Regions from separate parts of the Mus musculus genome. Here regions 2, 3 and 4 are each linked to region 1. Evidence: chromatin contacts called from public promoter capture Hi-C data. All regions are on one chromosome and are shown on one strand. The core of a region is the stretch at or near the end of the contact, and the rest is flanking DNA. Distances in the headings are between cores, read along the strand shown.

Region 1 (3,386 bases), core at 494-2,993:
AAACTTCCGGGGCACAGGTCTGAAGGATGATCAGAGAGCAGAGCAGAAGAGTATTGCAGTTTGGCAGGAACAGCGCCTGCAAAGCCCTGAAGTGGGACAAACACGACATCCCCTAAACAGAAATCAATGCTCCATGGAGGAAGGAGAGACACGGGAACAGGTGGCAAAGTCAGCAGGACGGGTGTGCTCCGGCTCCCACTAGCCACGCAGAAGCCCGGCGTTCCTCTTAGCTTGCTGGGGATGGCCAGAAAACTGTGTTCAGAGCAACCACTGGTTCCTGTGACTCAGCACGAATCTCAGTTAACTAGGCAATAGGGTCAGGAATAAAAATGCCTCCTCCACCCAAATTAGGGCTTCAAGGCTTCTAGGATCTTCAGTGTTCCAGGCAACGTCAGGGGATGGGGTGGAGCTGGGGTTCTGGTTTAGAGGAAGGGTAGGTCAGCCTTGTGCAGGGTGGAAACTTAGCTGTGAACCCTCAGTGAGCCCAACACTGAGCGAGTGTTAACGCAAATAGAGGCGTTGAGGGAGTAATGGGGGCTCCTGAGGCACGGAGGAGCCAAAGCTTTCGTATAACTGCCTCCTGTCCTGGAAGGTCATGCTGACCTTGTATTTCTGGTGAATCACGGGAAACCCTGCTTTTGTCTGTTTCATGTCTGGCAGGTAAACATGCTCTCTCAGAAGCACCAAGCTCAGGGCTGAACACGTGGATGACCCTCAGCGGGAAGACCGGCAGCCTCAGAGGCTGTCTGGTTCAGAGACCAGTGTGAACCCGCTTTAGAATCATCTGCAGGTGAATGGTCTAAAGACTCTGATATGGGTCCTAGAGACTTAGCTCAGAACTGCTGAATCATGATTATTTTATATTCTGTTTTATTTCATTTTAGAGACAGGGTCTCACGTAACCCAGGTTGGATTTGAACTCACCATTTAGCCCACAGTGACCTCAGACTCCTTATTCTCTGGTCTCTACCTCTGAATGTAGATTGTCCTGCTTGTGCGGCAAGCCCTCGTATCCACTGAGGCATCTTACAGCCAGCCCCCAGAACACTCTTTGAGATGGTGGCGATTAATGCAGGTTACTAGGGAGACTGTGTTGTGGGTAAGTAGTTCAGAGAATTCTTGTCACACTGTACTGGCTGCCTGTGTCTTCTGTAACAAACGAACACAAGTGACTGAAAAGAGCAGAAGTTGGAGATGGAGCAATGGCTTAGGGTTTGAGAGAGCACTGGCTGTTCTTGCAAAGATCTGCGTTGGACTCCTAACACCCACATGGAAGCTAACAGTTGTCTGGAACTCCAGTTCTGGGGACTCTGGTGCCCTCTTCTGGCCTCCAAGGACAGATCACTTATGTAGTGCACAGGTGTACATGCAGGCAAGGCACCATGCTCGGTAAAAATGAAAGAGCAGAGGGTTAGTCTCTTTCTGTTCTGGGCACCCACAGACCTAAGTCATTTCCACTGGACTAAAACCAAGGCATGAGCAGGGCCTCTCCTTACAGAGTCTCTGGAGGAGAAATCACCCCAGCCTATCCAACTTGGAGACTCCTGATAGCCTCCATTGTGGTGTCCAAATAGTGAACAGCAGGAGAAGGTGGGGCAGAGTTGCCTGCACCTTGGATACATATTTGACTCTGTTTATGACTCATGTCCCTTTGGAACAGGGCCTCCCTCAGGTGCAAAGTTTACAGGCCACACCTCCTTGGGAGCTGCCTTAAAGGGCAGCATCCCCATAGGGCAGATGTCTGAGAGGACACAGAAGCCCTGCTTTCCTGTCACCTACAGGACGCACAGGCAGGCCATGGCAGCCCTGGCAGCTGGAATATCCAAGCAACGTGCAGCTGCTCAGGGCCTTGGCTCTAACCAGAATGCTGTGAAGTATCTGGGCCAGGACTTCGAGACCCTGAGAAAGCAATGCTTGAACTCAGGGGTCCTATTTAAAGACCCGGAATTCCCGGCATGTCCGTCAGCTTTGGGCTACAGGGATCTTGGACCAGGCTCTGCAGAAACTCAAGGCATCATATGGAAGCGACCCACGGTAAGGCAATAGGGAAGTGACCATGGCAAGGCACAATTGAGTGTCACACAGGGTACAGAGTTGTCACATCAGGTCAAGAGTTGAAGTAAGTAACAGTGCAGGGTTCTGTTTTCAGATCCTATAGTTCTGATATCCGCCTTACTTCCTAACATTATTTCTAAGGAAGAACACACACAAGCTTTAGAGCTGGACAAGTCAGACCTCATGAGTGGCTCTGCTGATGTGGCCTTGGCTCTGCTGATGTGGCCTTGAGCGACAGCTCTCTGAGCTTCAGTTTTTCCACCCTAAAAATAGTGCGGCTGGAACCATTGTATTTCAGTGTGGTTAGGAGAATGAGAAATAAATCTCAGGGTGTAATTGTCCTGCGTGTAAGAGACACAGAACACAGGGTACTTAGCACTGCACAGTGCCCCCGGGCCAGCACACAGGGGAACAAACCAAGGTTAGACACAGTCAGCTAGGGGCAAACTGTGATAGCATCGCTGCTGAGGGACATGGGTTACTGAAGGTCATAGAAGGTTCCACCAAGGCTGGAGAGAAGAGAGAGGTGGAGGCCATCCTAAAGTTGGTGGGTGTGGTCACACTGTGGTCTTGATGTACATGTCCCTGATGATAATGGATGCTGTGCTTTCTATATCATGGGTGCATCCTCTAGAGGGACAACTGTTTAAAACCTTTGCTCATTTCTCAATGGTTCTGCTTGCTTTTTTGTTTGACTTTGCACTTTTGAGGATAACCCTTTCTTTACTTTGGGAGCATATATGTGTATATATATATATATATATATATATATATGTGTGTGTGTGTGTGTGTGTGTGTGTGTATATATATATATTGCATCTAATAATCCTGGACATTAAGGTGTTTGCTTCATTTGCTCTTCTGCATCCTGATAGCCCTTTATTTTTACACACATACAAGAGAAAATATGTGATATTTATCTCTGTGAATTGGGTTCACTTCAGGTAAAATGGTGATTTTTTTTTTTTGCTTCTGTCCATTTTCCTATAAATGACATGATTTTCTTCTTTATAGTGAACAATACTGCACACACACATATAGCCCCACATAACTATATATTTTTTTATTTATTCATCTGTGGATAGGTACCCGGTTGACTCCATACCATGGCTATTGTCAGTAGAGCTACAATAAACATGGGTGCACAAGTGTCACTATTGTAGCTGACTGTGATTCTTTTGGATCTACACCCGGGGGGAGTATGACTGCTTCTGCTTGTTCTTATGCTTCTAAGTAGAAGGTCTACCTAGGCTCTTGTCTCAAGGAACGGAAGACACATTTGTCTACGTGAAGGTTGCCAGATCACACTTGGATTCTCAAGATGAACGCTC
Region 2 (3,802 bases), core at 1,110-3,609, 850 kb after region 1:
CCCATGTGATTGAAGGAGAGAATATACTCTTTATTTATTTATTTTTAAAAAGATTTACTTTACATATATATATGTATATATATATATATATATATACACTGTAGCTGACTAAAGACACCACAGAAGAGGGCATCAGATCTCATTACAGATGGTTGTGAGCCACCATGTGGTTGCTTGGATTTGAACTCAGGACCTACAGAAGAGCAGTCAGTGCTCTTAACCTCTGAGCCATCTCTCCAGCCCCAAGAATATACTCTTGAAAGTGCTCCTCTGACTTCCACACATACTGTGGTATGCCCCTCACCTCCACCCCCACCCCCTACCTCTCACCCCTCCCCCCTGACCCACATAGACACACACACACACAATAGATCTGGCAAAAGCAAGGTCAGGTCGACTGTGCTTCCTGGTCTTCATGTTCTCTGGGACACAAGGAATCTATTCATAAAAAACGTGTATATTGAAGTCTGTCAATGTGTTAGTACTAAGAGCCAGGCTTTGGGCTAATGTATTAGCTAGCTTTTCCATTACCATAAAAATGTCTAGATTGTCAGGGGAAAGGCTTATTCGAACCCATAGTTTTGGAACTTTGAGCCGTGGTCCTGCATTCACTGCTCTTGGTCCTGTGAGGCAACTCCTTCCTCACCACAGAGGGGAATGTGGTAGAGTAATGTTGTTTGCCTCACAGTTGCTGGGAAACAGAAATGGACAAGGTTGGGGTTCAAAATCTGCCTATGAGTACACCCCTTCAGCACCTAGTTCCTTTCTGTGAGGCCTTGTCTCTGAAGGTTTCAGCACATCCCATTGGTGCCATAGGCCGGGAGCCAAGTTTTCCAATGTATGCGTTTTAGAGAATAGTCCACATCTAAACCACAACAGCTGAGGATGCAGGTGGGTGGTAGGATGTATGAGGCCCTGGGTTCAATCTTCACGAGCTCTCCTGGCCTGCTAGAGGCTGACTGCAGTGCCTGTGTACCGGCTGGTTTTGTGTGTCAACTTGACACAGGTTGGAGTTATCACAGAGAAAGGAGCTTCAGGTGAGGAAATGACTCCACGAGATCCAGCTGCAAGGCATTTTCTCAATTAGTGATCAAGGGGGAGGTCCCCTTGTGAGTGATGCCATCTCTGGGCTGGTAGTCTCGGTTCTATAAGAGAGCAGGCTGAGCAAGCCAGTGGAAGCAAGGCAGTATGTAACATCCCTCCATGGCCTCTGCATCAGCTCCTGCTTTCTGACCTGCTTGAGTTCCAGTCCTGACTTCCTTTGGTGATGAACAGCAGCGTGGAAGTATAAGCCGAATAAACCCTTTCCTCCTCAACTTGCTTCTTGGTCATGATGTCTGTGCAGGAATAGAAACCCTGACTAAGAGAGCCTGGGAGGGGGCTTCAGAGGGTGATTCTGTTCTGACTCTCACTGTGGGGACACAGTCATAAAAGTTCCTTGCTGGACACCGGACTTGCCCCCTGCTTGATTTTGAATTTCCCAGTCTCTAAACTGAGAGATAAGTTTCTACTATCTATAAGTTAACAAGTCTACAGTATTTTTGTTTTCTTCAGTGTGCTTTTGAGATAGGGTCTCATGTAGCCCAGACTGGCCTTGAACTTGTCTACAGTCAAGGATGACCTGGATCCTTTGACCTTCCTGTCTCTACTTCCCAAGGGCAGTTGAACACAGCACAGCCTGATTTGTGAGATACTGGGGAATCAAACCCAGGGCCTTATGCATGCTAGGCAAGCACTCTACCAGCTGAGCCCCATCCCAGTTTGTGATATTATTGCAGCAGAGTGAAGGGATTGAGGCGCCCTCCTTTCCTTGCTTGACTGCTTGTGTTTTTCTTGCTGGGGATGCGAGATTCATGACACTTCCTCCCATCCAGGCACACTCGGGACGGCTCTCCGTGACATGCTCCCAGACCCACACCAGCACTCTCTGTGCCCTTCTGCACTGCAGGAGCCTGGACATTTGCCTCGCGCAGAGTCTGCTGTCAGACATCTGTAATGTGTGCCGCTCAGCCTGCAGAAAAACAGTAAACAAGCGGGAATTTCCTGGCCTGCCCCCAACATGGCGGAAACTCTGTGCAATTTGAAGAATCCTAGCACCTCAGTCATTGATGCCAGCACACGGTTGACTAAGCACCCGCAGTCTCCCAAACCCTCAGCACTAGTGTCAAGACCTGCTCCAGCTTCACTTTTAGGTAAGGACACCTCTCCCTGATGTCACGAGGTATGCTTAGCCACCAGCACAGAGAAGGAACTTCACTGATGAACCACCTCATTGAACTGGGGCAGGATGTGAGGGAGAGAAAGAAGGAAGAGCAGTTGGGAGCGGGGGCGGGGGGGGGGGCACTGGGCAGACTGGGCAGGCCAACCCAGGAAGGAGCAGCAGAGAATTCCCAAGGTCCAAATGCTGGGAAAACATACTAGCCCACACACTGTTCCTGGTCATCGGGCCCCGTGGCTCTCTCCTGGCATTTTCTGCCTGGGCCTCCCGTTCTTGTTGGGCTGGGTGGGCCTGCTGCAGGGACACCCCCAGTGCTTGGATTATGGACCACCCTTCCGTCCTCCTCAGCACCTGGACTTTTGCTCTGACTATGACTCCTTCGGCTGCTGTGATCAGCGCAAAGACCGCCGCATCGCTGCCAGGTACTGGGACATCATGAGCTACTTTGACCTGAAGGCCCACGAGCTGTGTGGAGGTTACATTAAAGACATCCTTTGCCAGGTGGGTCTGAGTGTATGTAAGCCTAGGAAGAGGAGGAGGAGGAGAGGGAGCCAGTTTGGAAAAGCGATTTGTGGCTTTACAGTGTTTGGCTGAACAGTGAGGGATCCTGGAGTAGGACTCTTCTGCCAGGTGCCTCCCTGGAGAGCTGGAGGTGAGGGTGTGCCCTGGTTCTCCATACTCTTCCCTCTGGGCTTTTTCTCCAGACAACGAAGATTGAAAGAGGTGTTCATGGGGTTCTCAGTGCAGCTGCTCCGTCCTGCCTACAAGGACCAGAAAGCTGGGCACAGCATCCCTGTGGCATTTATGCATTGTGCAGTGGGCAGGGGTGGGGCGGGGAGGGGTTGTGACACCTGCTGAGAGGGTGTTTTGCCATGGGGGCTTTGGTTGTGACAGTGGTGGTGGCAGGGGTTGGGGTCCTGTCTGCAGAACTCCTAAGCTGGATGCAGAGAGCCTCAAGTTGCTGGGAGGAAATGACCCAGAGTTTCTCCTCTCCACGCTCAGCAGCAGCCAAAATCCACAGGCAGGAGGCGTCACCTTAGCTGAGCTGAGCTTGAACATTAGAAGGTACAGACTGCGCATGCGCACGCGCACGCACCAGTCTTCGGGAAGAGAGTCCAACTCGAGAAGCTTCTGCAGGAAAGCAGCACTCTAATGACGTGACAGACATCCTGGGGCATTTTAGTGCTAGTATGTGGCTGTCCCAGGGTATCTTTATCCCACCATGGCCACTGTTTTCAAACTCCTCAGCTCTATGCGTGGGTACAGACAGCCTAGGCAGGAATCAGTGCAGTAGCACTCAGAGGACAGACACCTGGGTGGCATCGCCTCGGGGCTGTGTTCTCAGGACAGGGCACCGTCCTTCAGGTGTTTCCTGGAAATTTAACTCTGAGATGAGCAAGGGGTGTGCATGTGTGCATGCGTGTGTGTGCGTGTTATGTGTGTGTGTGTGTGTGTGTGTGTGTGTGTGTGTGTGTATTGGCTCGAGGTCAGTGTTAGGTGGCTTCTATCTCTCTTTACCTTGTTTGGAACAGGGCTTATAAAACTTGGATTCCCTTGATTCAGGTAGGATGGCTGGCAGCCAGT
Region 3 (3,802 bases), core at 45-2,544, 550 kb before region 1:
ATCATGGTTTATTCTCCTACACAACTGGAGAGACAAAAATTAAAAAACATCACACCATATGTTTCACCGTATCAATCAAAAAGCATTTCACCACGGTACATCCAAGACTTTCCTTTGGGGCTGAAAAATAAATAAATAATTGTATTGATTACAGAGGAAGGGAAACGCGGCCGCTTCTGCTGCAATGCAACACAGGCTGCTACGAACCGGAGAGAAGGGCTTTCCAAACAAAACCCTCCCCCGCCCGGGCTTACAAACCTCAACCAACTTATCCCAGCCTCACACTGTCCCCCGCCAGAGGAAACCTAGTAAATGCTCTCCCTTCCCCCACCATCGAGAAATGTTCACCTTTCCCCGCTCCTCCGCTTTACCCCTACCAGAGGCACTTTATTCCCCGCAGAGATTTCAAACCTTCCAAACTTTCCTCCCCACCCCCCTTTTAATTAAACACTAGAGCTTTGTACTAAAAGTGCAGAGAATTTTTACAGATGTACGGAAAATACCTGTTTCTCGGCAACGAGCACGCTACGACTACCGAGCCCCTCCCCATCTCCTGGGTTTCGTTAACCCAGGCTGGGGGAGGGAGGGAGGGAGCTGGCATATTGAATTGAGGAAGGGAAATCCTGGGTAAAAGAAGAGCATCGGAGGGGGACACCGGGAGGAGCCCCCTCCCCCAAATCAGAGCGGCTGGGCAGGGCAGCTGGACCGGAGAAACCCGAAGGGACAAAAGGGAGCGAGAAAGAGCCGGGAGAGCCGAGCCGGCGCCGCGGGCCGGGGCAGGCGGGTCCGCGCAGAGCGGTCGCGGCGCCGCGGCACAATGGCTGGCGGCCCGCGCGCCCCTCACCTCATGGTGCCGGCGGCGCCGAGGCTTCCCCGGCGCGGGAGCCGCCGAGCGGAGGGTCTCTTCTCAGGCGGGGAGGCGGACGCCGCGGGGACGCGCGAGCAGAGGCGGCTCCGGCTCCGGCGGCCGGGCTACACCATCTCCGCGCGCAGAGGCGAGGCGCCGGCCCGCCGAGCGCGAGCGACCACGGGCTGGGGACGGGGCACGGGGCCGAGGCGCCGAGCGGGTCCCCGGCGGCCGCCGCCTCCTCCGCCTGCGTCGCCGCCTCCTCCCCGCCGAGCCTCGTCCGCCGCTTCAGACGGGAGCCGCCGGGGCCGCGCGCCCGTCCGTCCGTCCGTCCGTCCGCCCGCCCGCCGCTCCAGAGGCCGCTCCGAGCGCGCCGCCGTCACCGCCGCCGCCGAGGCCGTGAGGAACCGGCAGCTGCTGCAGCCGCGGGAGGAGAGCCGGGCTCGCCGCGGGGCGCCGGGGGCGGGGCGGCGGAGGAGCACGCAGGCGCCGCCCTCCTCCCGCCGCCCCCGCCGCTCCCGCTTCGCCCGCTCCCCTCCCCCTCCCTCCCGGGGCGAGGGGCGTTGCGCACGAGGGGGCTGCGGGGCGGCGGCCGAGGCGAGGCGGCGGTGCGGCCACGGCCCTTTGTTGCCGCCCACCCGGCTCCGCGCCCCCCGCGGTCGGAGGGGGGCTCGGCGCCCGCTCTGCCCTTGACCGCGCTCTCCTGCCGCGGCCTTCCCGCAGCCCGGAGGCTGAGGTGAGGAGCGAACCGCGGTGGGGGGGTTGGGGGGGGCGTGACGAGCCGGGCGCGATCGCGGAGAGGACCAGGGCGCGCGGGCCGGCATCCCCCTCTGCGCGTCCCCGCCGCGATGTGATTCCCTCCCACCCACCCCCACCCGTGGGATGTAGGCGGGATGTAGGAGAGTTCCGAACACGCAAAACGTGGCCATCGTCGTCCCCCGGATTCCCGAGGACCCCCGAGCGTGCTGGACCTGGGGATCCGGCCGACGCGCGCACAGTACTGGGATGACTGCACAAACACACGCGCGCATAAACGCGCACACACACACACACACAGCTAACGCATCGGTGTCGGGAAACGCGGTGGCCCGAGGCACGCGGAACCCTGTGCAGCCGCGAGAGACGCAGCCCGTGGAACCCTTTCTGTCGTCACCAGCTGAAAGGGAATCCCGGCCGGGGGCGGGGAGGGATGGAAACTGAGGATAATTTTAAATGCTCTGTCTTTCACCTAGTCTGGAGCTCACCTCCTTGAGAAGGTAGATAGAAAATACTAACGCAGCGAATGGTTTAGTCAGATGGTGCAGGAGGCCTCTGAGAAGCCCGAATTTGGGGCGGGGGGTGTAGAATGAAAAACAGCAAATCCAATGATCTAATAAAATTTTTTAAAAACTGAGAGCCCGCTTTCGTGCGCAGTATACAGATGCCTAGACTAGGTTAGAAAGGGTTTTTGCAGCTACCCGATTTCTATTACATCCAAAATGGAGGACCTAGCAATACTGCAGGAATCCATTCAAAAGTTTGATGTTCCATATAAAATGAGCTGCGGTTCTAAAGATACTTATGAAAGCTGGCATTCTGGGCACTTTCAAATGACAAGCTAACGTATCCTATCCATCCTTGGTCAATGCCTGAATTGTCTGGAGAACAGTTTAACCTGTTTTAACTATGAAAAGCCTCCTGGTTTCAGAGCTCAACAAAGGCGGTTTGCTTTTTGGAAGGAAGCCCTGCAAGAAGCAGTGACCTAGAGCTGTGGCACAGGACCAGGGTGGCCTCGGGTAGTAAAAAGCACGGTGCCTCTGCTCTAAACATGGTGTACTTGAAGAACACTAATTTCCACCCACATAGCTAATTACAGCTTGCCATCACAGAGCATTTTATTCAAGGATCTCCAAGGACTGAAGAGAAAACAGCCCTGTCAGCCAAATGTCCTTGTTGCCCATATTACGAGAAGAGACAGAAATATACATCTCAAACAACCTCGTGTGTTATTAGTACAATAGCCGTGATTAGAAAAACATCTCAGCTCTGAGGTGCACTGCCTTTGTATAAAGGGCATCTGTATAAAATGCTTGCACCTCAAGTATTCAACAAGTTAACTAATGTCTAGAAAGAGGAAAAAAAGCACTAATGCCTATTGAATCTTCTTGGGGAAAGAATTAAGACACATTCAGCCAGAAGTCACCCCAGCTCTCCTTAGTTCATTCATACCAATATAGTAAGTACAACAGAGCTTAGGTTTCAGATAAAAGCCTTACCACCACCAGAAGAGGTGGAGATACTGCTGTAATGACTCAAACTATCTCTTGTCAGAGACAAGAAACACCAATAAAAATTCCTTGCGAATGACATCATAACCTGCTTCTCATTTTTGCTAGCTAATCCCATCCTGATCTAACGAAATCACCATCATCTTTATGCTAACAGCTGATGTCCCCATGGTATGAGTACCAAATTAAGTGATCCAAGAGGAAAATGCTATTCTTGTTTTCTGTGTTTATTAAAAATGTACCAGCCAAGAATGTTGGCTGCCTACACCCATTTCCATTCTTTTTAATGGCAGCTTGCCAGCTCACAAGTTGGTCACACCATTGCCTTCGGATTTAGATCTTGCATTGGCCAGCCTGACCTCCAAAGGTCATTTTGTGGAAAGACGGTTTGTTCGCTCTAACAAAATGTTACTTCTTGTTCATATTTGGTCTAACATTGAAAGGACAAAATGGAAACTTGAGCTAGAAACAAGACTAATTCTGGTCACGTGGGAAACTTCAATGGACTGTGTTACTATATAGAATGAAAGAATTTTAGAGGGGAGATATCTTAAGTCATTCAGTCATTTAGAAGAAGAATGTGAAATCGGATAGGTTAAGTAACTTGCCCATTGCCTCATAGTGCCTTTGTAGTAGAACTGAAACTCAAACCCAGGATTTCCATCTCTTGGTACCTTGTTGTTCCTCC
Region 4 (3,484 bases), core at 886-3,385, 660 kb before region 1:
AGCTCACTACTGTCTAGAACTCCAGTTCCAGGGGATCTGATGCCCTTCTTTGACCTCCAAAGGCAGCAGGCACATGTGTGGTGCACAGATATATACATGGAGGTAAAACACCCATATGCATACAGAAGAATTCTGTTTTCTTGGGTGAAATAACAGACTGATCACAGCTTGAGGACATGTGAATGAAGAAACTCAAACTACATCCCAGAAGTAGAAGGGACCTTACACACATGTAATCTGGCAGAGTCCCAAGTCAACGGCTGGGTGCCTCAGGGCTCACATCCACAGTTAAACAGGAGCACAGAGACAAGATACACATCTGAGATGTCTCACAGGAACCACAGATGCCCAAGTTCACTGTCAGCAAATGAAGCAAGGTGTCCAGAGTAAGTAGACAAACTCCTGAAACTGCTCCCTGCCCTTGTGGTCAACAGAAATTGTATCTAGACTTTAACCTGTCCCTACCACCACCACCTAAATATTGAGACCTTCCTAATTACCTTTCTGAGATACAGTTTTCCCAGGCAAAGCGCAAAGCTGGTACCACACACTACGCAACAAGGTTGGTCCCCAAAGGGCTAAGCCAACTTAGTTCTACTCCTGATACACAAGAGAGGCCTGGTGGCTTTGGCATCATGTAGGGCTTGTGGTTTAAAGACAACCGCCCCACCCCCAAACAGACAGACCTCAGAACTGAGGATCAAAATACTCAGAGAAATTCCAGAAGTTAGAATATCAAATGCCAAAACTCACCTAGGTGAAACTTGGCCATGGAATGACAATCTTCTATGTCTCTACTAAAAGAAGTTTAAAATCTTAAAAACAACAAAACAAAAACAAACCAAAACTTTATAGGAAGGCTGGGTAGACAGAATTGACTAGAGAATATTGAATTTCAAACATTTTTTTTTCCTTAGGTATCAAACTTGAAAAAGGTTCCTGTGTTACTTACTTCATGATTAAAGCTGCATTTTGATTTTTTCAATACTAGGGACCTCATACACACTGTGTATTCCCACCACAACAGGGATGAATCCCAGAGCCAGACTCGATGCACACTTCTTTCCCTGGGGTTTTATTTCCTTTGCGACACCCAGCGCCGGCTAACACCCTATCTATCGGCAACATCACTCACTGCCTGTATTAGACATGTAATTTTCTTTTGAAGGAGTCTGTTTCTACTGCTAAGGACATCTTTCTGGACTCAGAAGGGGGCAGCTGAGACATATTTACGGGCTAAATGGAGACTGTCACTTACAAATAGCTCTTCAATGAAGTGCATGGACATTTCTAACTTTTATTAGAATGTGAAATTCTTTTAACTCTGTTTAATTTTTGTTTAGAAAAGGCTGGATTTAGTGATGAGTTCACCATGCTCTTGAGTTTCCTAACTCAAGAGAGTCAAGTACTCCTCCCTCTCCGCTCTTATCTGGGCCTCCTTTATCCAGGAATCCTGGGGTTCCACACCAAAAACTTCTAAAAGCTCTTTATTGGAATACCCAGTAAGCTTCAAACTAGGTAGGGTGTGGTGACTGATCTCTGGTTCAAGCACTTAACCAAAGCTTCAGTTTTCAGTTATTCTCTATGTTAATGAGCAAGCACTGGAAACCTACAGGTGCTCAGGGAGTTCTACAACAGAGCATCTATAACCGAAGGGAAACGCCCTTTCCCAAACCCTCTCCTCCTCACACAATCCCTATCTTTACAATTTCAACAAATAGAACCAATGATTGTAGAAAATTCTTTTTAACATCAAGTCACAGTAACCAAGTCACTTTCTACCCTTCAGTGACGGTTGCTTTACAAATTAACATAGTTCATACTTCAACAATTTTCAAATTTATCCTAAAGCCCCATCTTCCTTATGTGAGGTATTCATTAATATTGTACCGATAGAAGGCCCCTGTCTGTAAATGGTAATTTTACTGTACCATTTTACTTTCTTTTCTAATCAACTAATCAATCTTAATGTTTAAATTTTGAATCTTTCATTGTTCCAGCATTAAGATATAAAGAAAAAAAAAAGGGGGGGGGCAGGGCTAGAAAGCTAGCTGAATTGGAAGAGTGTCTGCCTCCCTTGCAAGCACAAGGTCATCAGTTAAGATTCCAGAATCCATGTAAAACAGAGCAGCTGGGCGTGGTGGTACAAGCTAGGCAACCCAGCAGCAAGCAGCAGACAGGATCTCCTGAGGCTCACTGCCAGCAGGTCTAGCTGAATTTGTGACCCTGTCTCAAAGCAGGTGGGTGCCAAGGTTGAACACTGGTTTCTACATGCTCATTCTCACATTCACCCACAAAGAGGCTTTAGAAAGAAGCTTGGTACTTCAAAAAGCCACCAAGGTAAACATAAGGGAACAAGATTTAGTGCAGAGCCTATTTTGATGTTGGGAATAGAAAGACTATATCATATCCCCGCCCTCAACCCCAAGAATATTTGGCATAAATAAATGGCTTCTCTTGAGAGATTGACGATTTTAGTTTCTCAAACAGGCGTATGCTTAACTGAAAGCGATTCCTGTACGTACATGTTCTCCAGGATCTTCACATGAAGTACTGACCAGAATAACTGTTTAGTCAGATTCTTTAAAATACAACAAGTTTTGATTAAAAAAAAAAAAAAAAAGGAACTGAACTTATAAAACAGTAAATGCCTCTCACCAAAGAGTCACAGAGCTCTGGGGAGATGATCAGATACCAATTGTATTAAAAACAAAAATGCCGTCACCAGAACAGGTTGAGTCTGGAAGTGAAAACTATTCTGCCTTTGGAAGTGGGCTTTCTAGTGTGATAAAGGGACAGACACCCCCCTACACTCTGCTTTTTATGTTCATCTTGAGTTCCTTTATGCTCCGCGTTTTTATGCTTACGACCCATAGGATTTTACTGATTTGTTTTAGACACGGTTTCTCTATGCATCCCAGCCTGACATCAGATCCACAATCCTCCTGTTTCTGTCTCCAGGATGCTGGATTACAGATACGCCCATAGGATTAAAGACCGTGGTAAAGGGCTTAAGTAATTCTCATGGCGACAAGAAATCAAACAGTTCCTGCAGCCCTGCCTGGCAAGCCCTGAATCGTACAAACATGAATTCTTCACAGCCTCACTGCAAAGATGGGCAAAAGTTAAGAGACAGTAATTTTAGCTAAGCAAATGGAAAAGCTTAGGACTTGCTACTTAATTCATTTTCGAATTTAAGTGACTTTAATTTGTAGATAAAGCAGGAGTGTAAGTTGGAACCAAAAGAAAAATCAGCTGGCTGTCTTCACAACAGTGAGCAACACAAGGTGGTTGCAAATGCAAATTAATGCCAGGAACAGGAAGCACAAAGAGGACGGAGGAGCTTGGGAGAGATGCCGAGGTCTGATAAAGGGGGAAAGACACACACACACACACACACACACACACACACACACACACACACACACACACACACACACACAGAGACACACAGACACAGACACACACACACACACACACACAC

Evidence for each region. Promoter capture Hi-C pulls out the DNA fragments that hold promoters and counts their contacts.
Region 2: a contact with region 1 is called in a promoter capture Hi-C map of embryonic stem cells, with 20 times the contacts expected there. The contact joins the promoter of Hhipl2 here to the promoter of Capn8 in region 1. A contact is called at or near these places in 4 of 39 promoter capture datasets (embryonic stem cells, neutrophils and pre-B cells) and 1 of 484 Hi-C or Micro-C datasets (embryonic stem cells).
Region 3: a promoter capture Hi-C map of embryonic stem cells shows a contact between it and region 1, with 8 times the contacts expected there. The contact joins the promoter of Enah here to the promoter of Capn8 in region 1. A contact is called at or near these places in 6 of 39 promoter capture datasets (the C10 cell line, the HPC-7 cell line, embryonic stem cells and 2 more), 2 of 484 Hi-C or Micro-C datasets (CD8 T cells and bone marrow-derived macrophages) and 2 of 9 other capture datasets (adipose tissue and liver).
Region 4: a promoter capture Hi-C map of embryonic stem cells shows a contact between it and region 1, with 9 times the contacts expected there. The contact joins the enhancer-like site here to the promoter of Capn8 in region 1. A contact is called at or near these places in 18 of 39 promoter capture datasets (the 3T3-L1 cell line, 3T3-L1-derived adipocytes, the C10 cell line and 11 more), 2 of 484 Hi-C or Micro-C datasets (the HPC-7 cell line and liver), 1 of 115 datasets of contacts at active chromatin or transcription factors (bone marrow-derived macrophages) and 1 of 9 other capture datasets (liver).

What each region holds. Positions count from the first base shown.
Region 1 is chr1:182,563,264-182,566,649 of GRCm38.p6, forward strand. Capn8 (calpain 8) reads left to right here and starts at 1,744. Exons shown (of 21, transcript NM_130890.2): 1 at 1,744-2,034. The coding sequence starts at 1,798. It overlaps Gm46248 (a long non-coding RNA gene), which reads left to right. Exons shown (of 4, transcript XR_001779884.1): 3 at 661-790; 4 at 885-1,218.
Region 2 is chr1:183,416,111-183,419,912 of GRCm38.p6, forward strand. Hhipl2 (hedgehog interacting protein-like 2) reads left to right here and starts at 2,360. Exons shown (of 9, transcript NM_030175.5): 1 at 2,360-2,719. The coding sequence starts at 2,402.
Region 3 is chr1:182,018,686-182,022,487 of GRCm38.p6, forward strand. It overlaps Enah (ENAH actin regulator), which reads right to left and starts at 1,295. Exons shown (of 15, transcript NM_010135.3): 1 at 845-1,295. The coding sequence starts at 849.
Region 4 is chr1:181,898,891-181,902,374 of GRCm38.p6, forward strand. Enah (ENAH actin regulator) reads right to left here. Exons shown (of 15, transcript NM_010135.3): 15 at 1-3,484. Among named protein-coding and RNA genes, the nearest start is that of Gm33669, 22 kb to the left of the region's middle. Within about 2 kb of position 2,136, at least 5 of the 459 cell types and tissues checked have an H3K27ac peak or open chromatin away from gene starts, as enhancers often do. A contact at or near this core is called in embryonic stem cells, where this site is marked.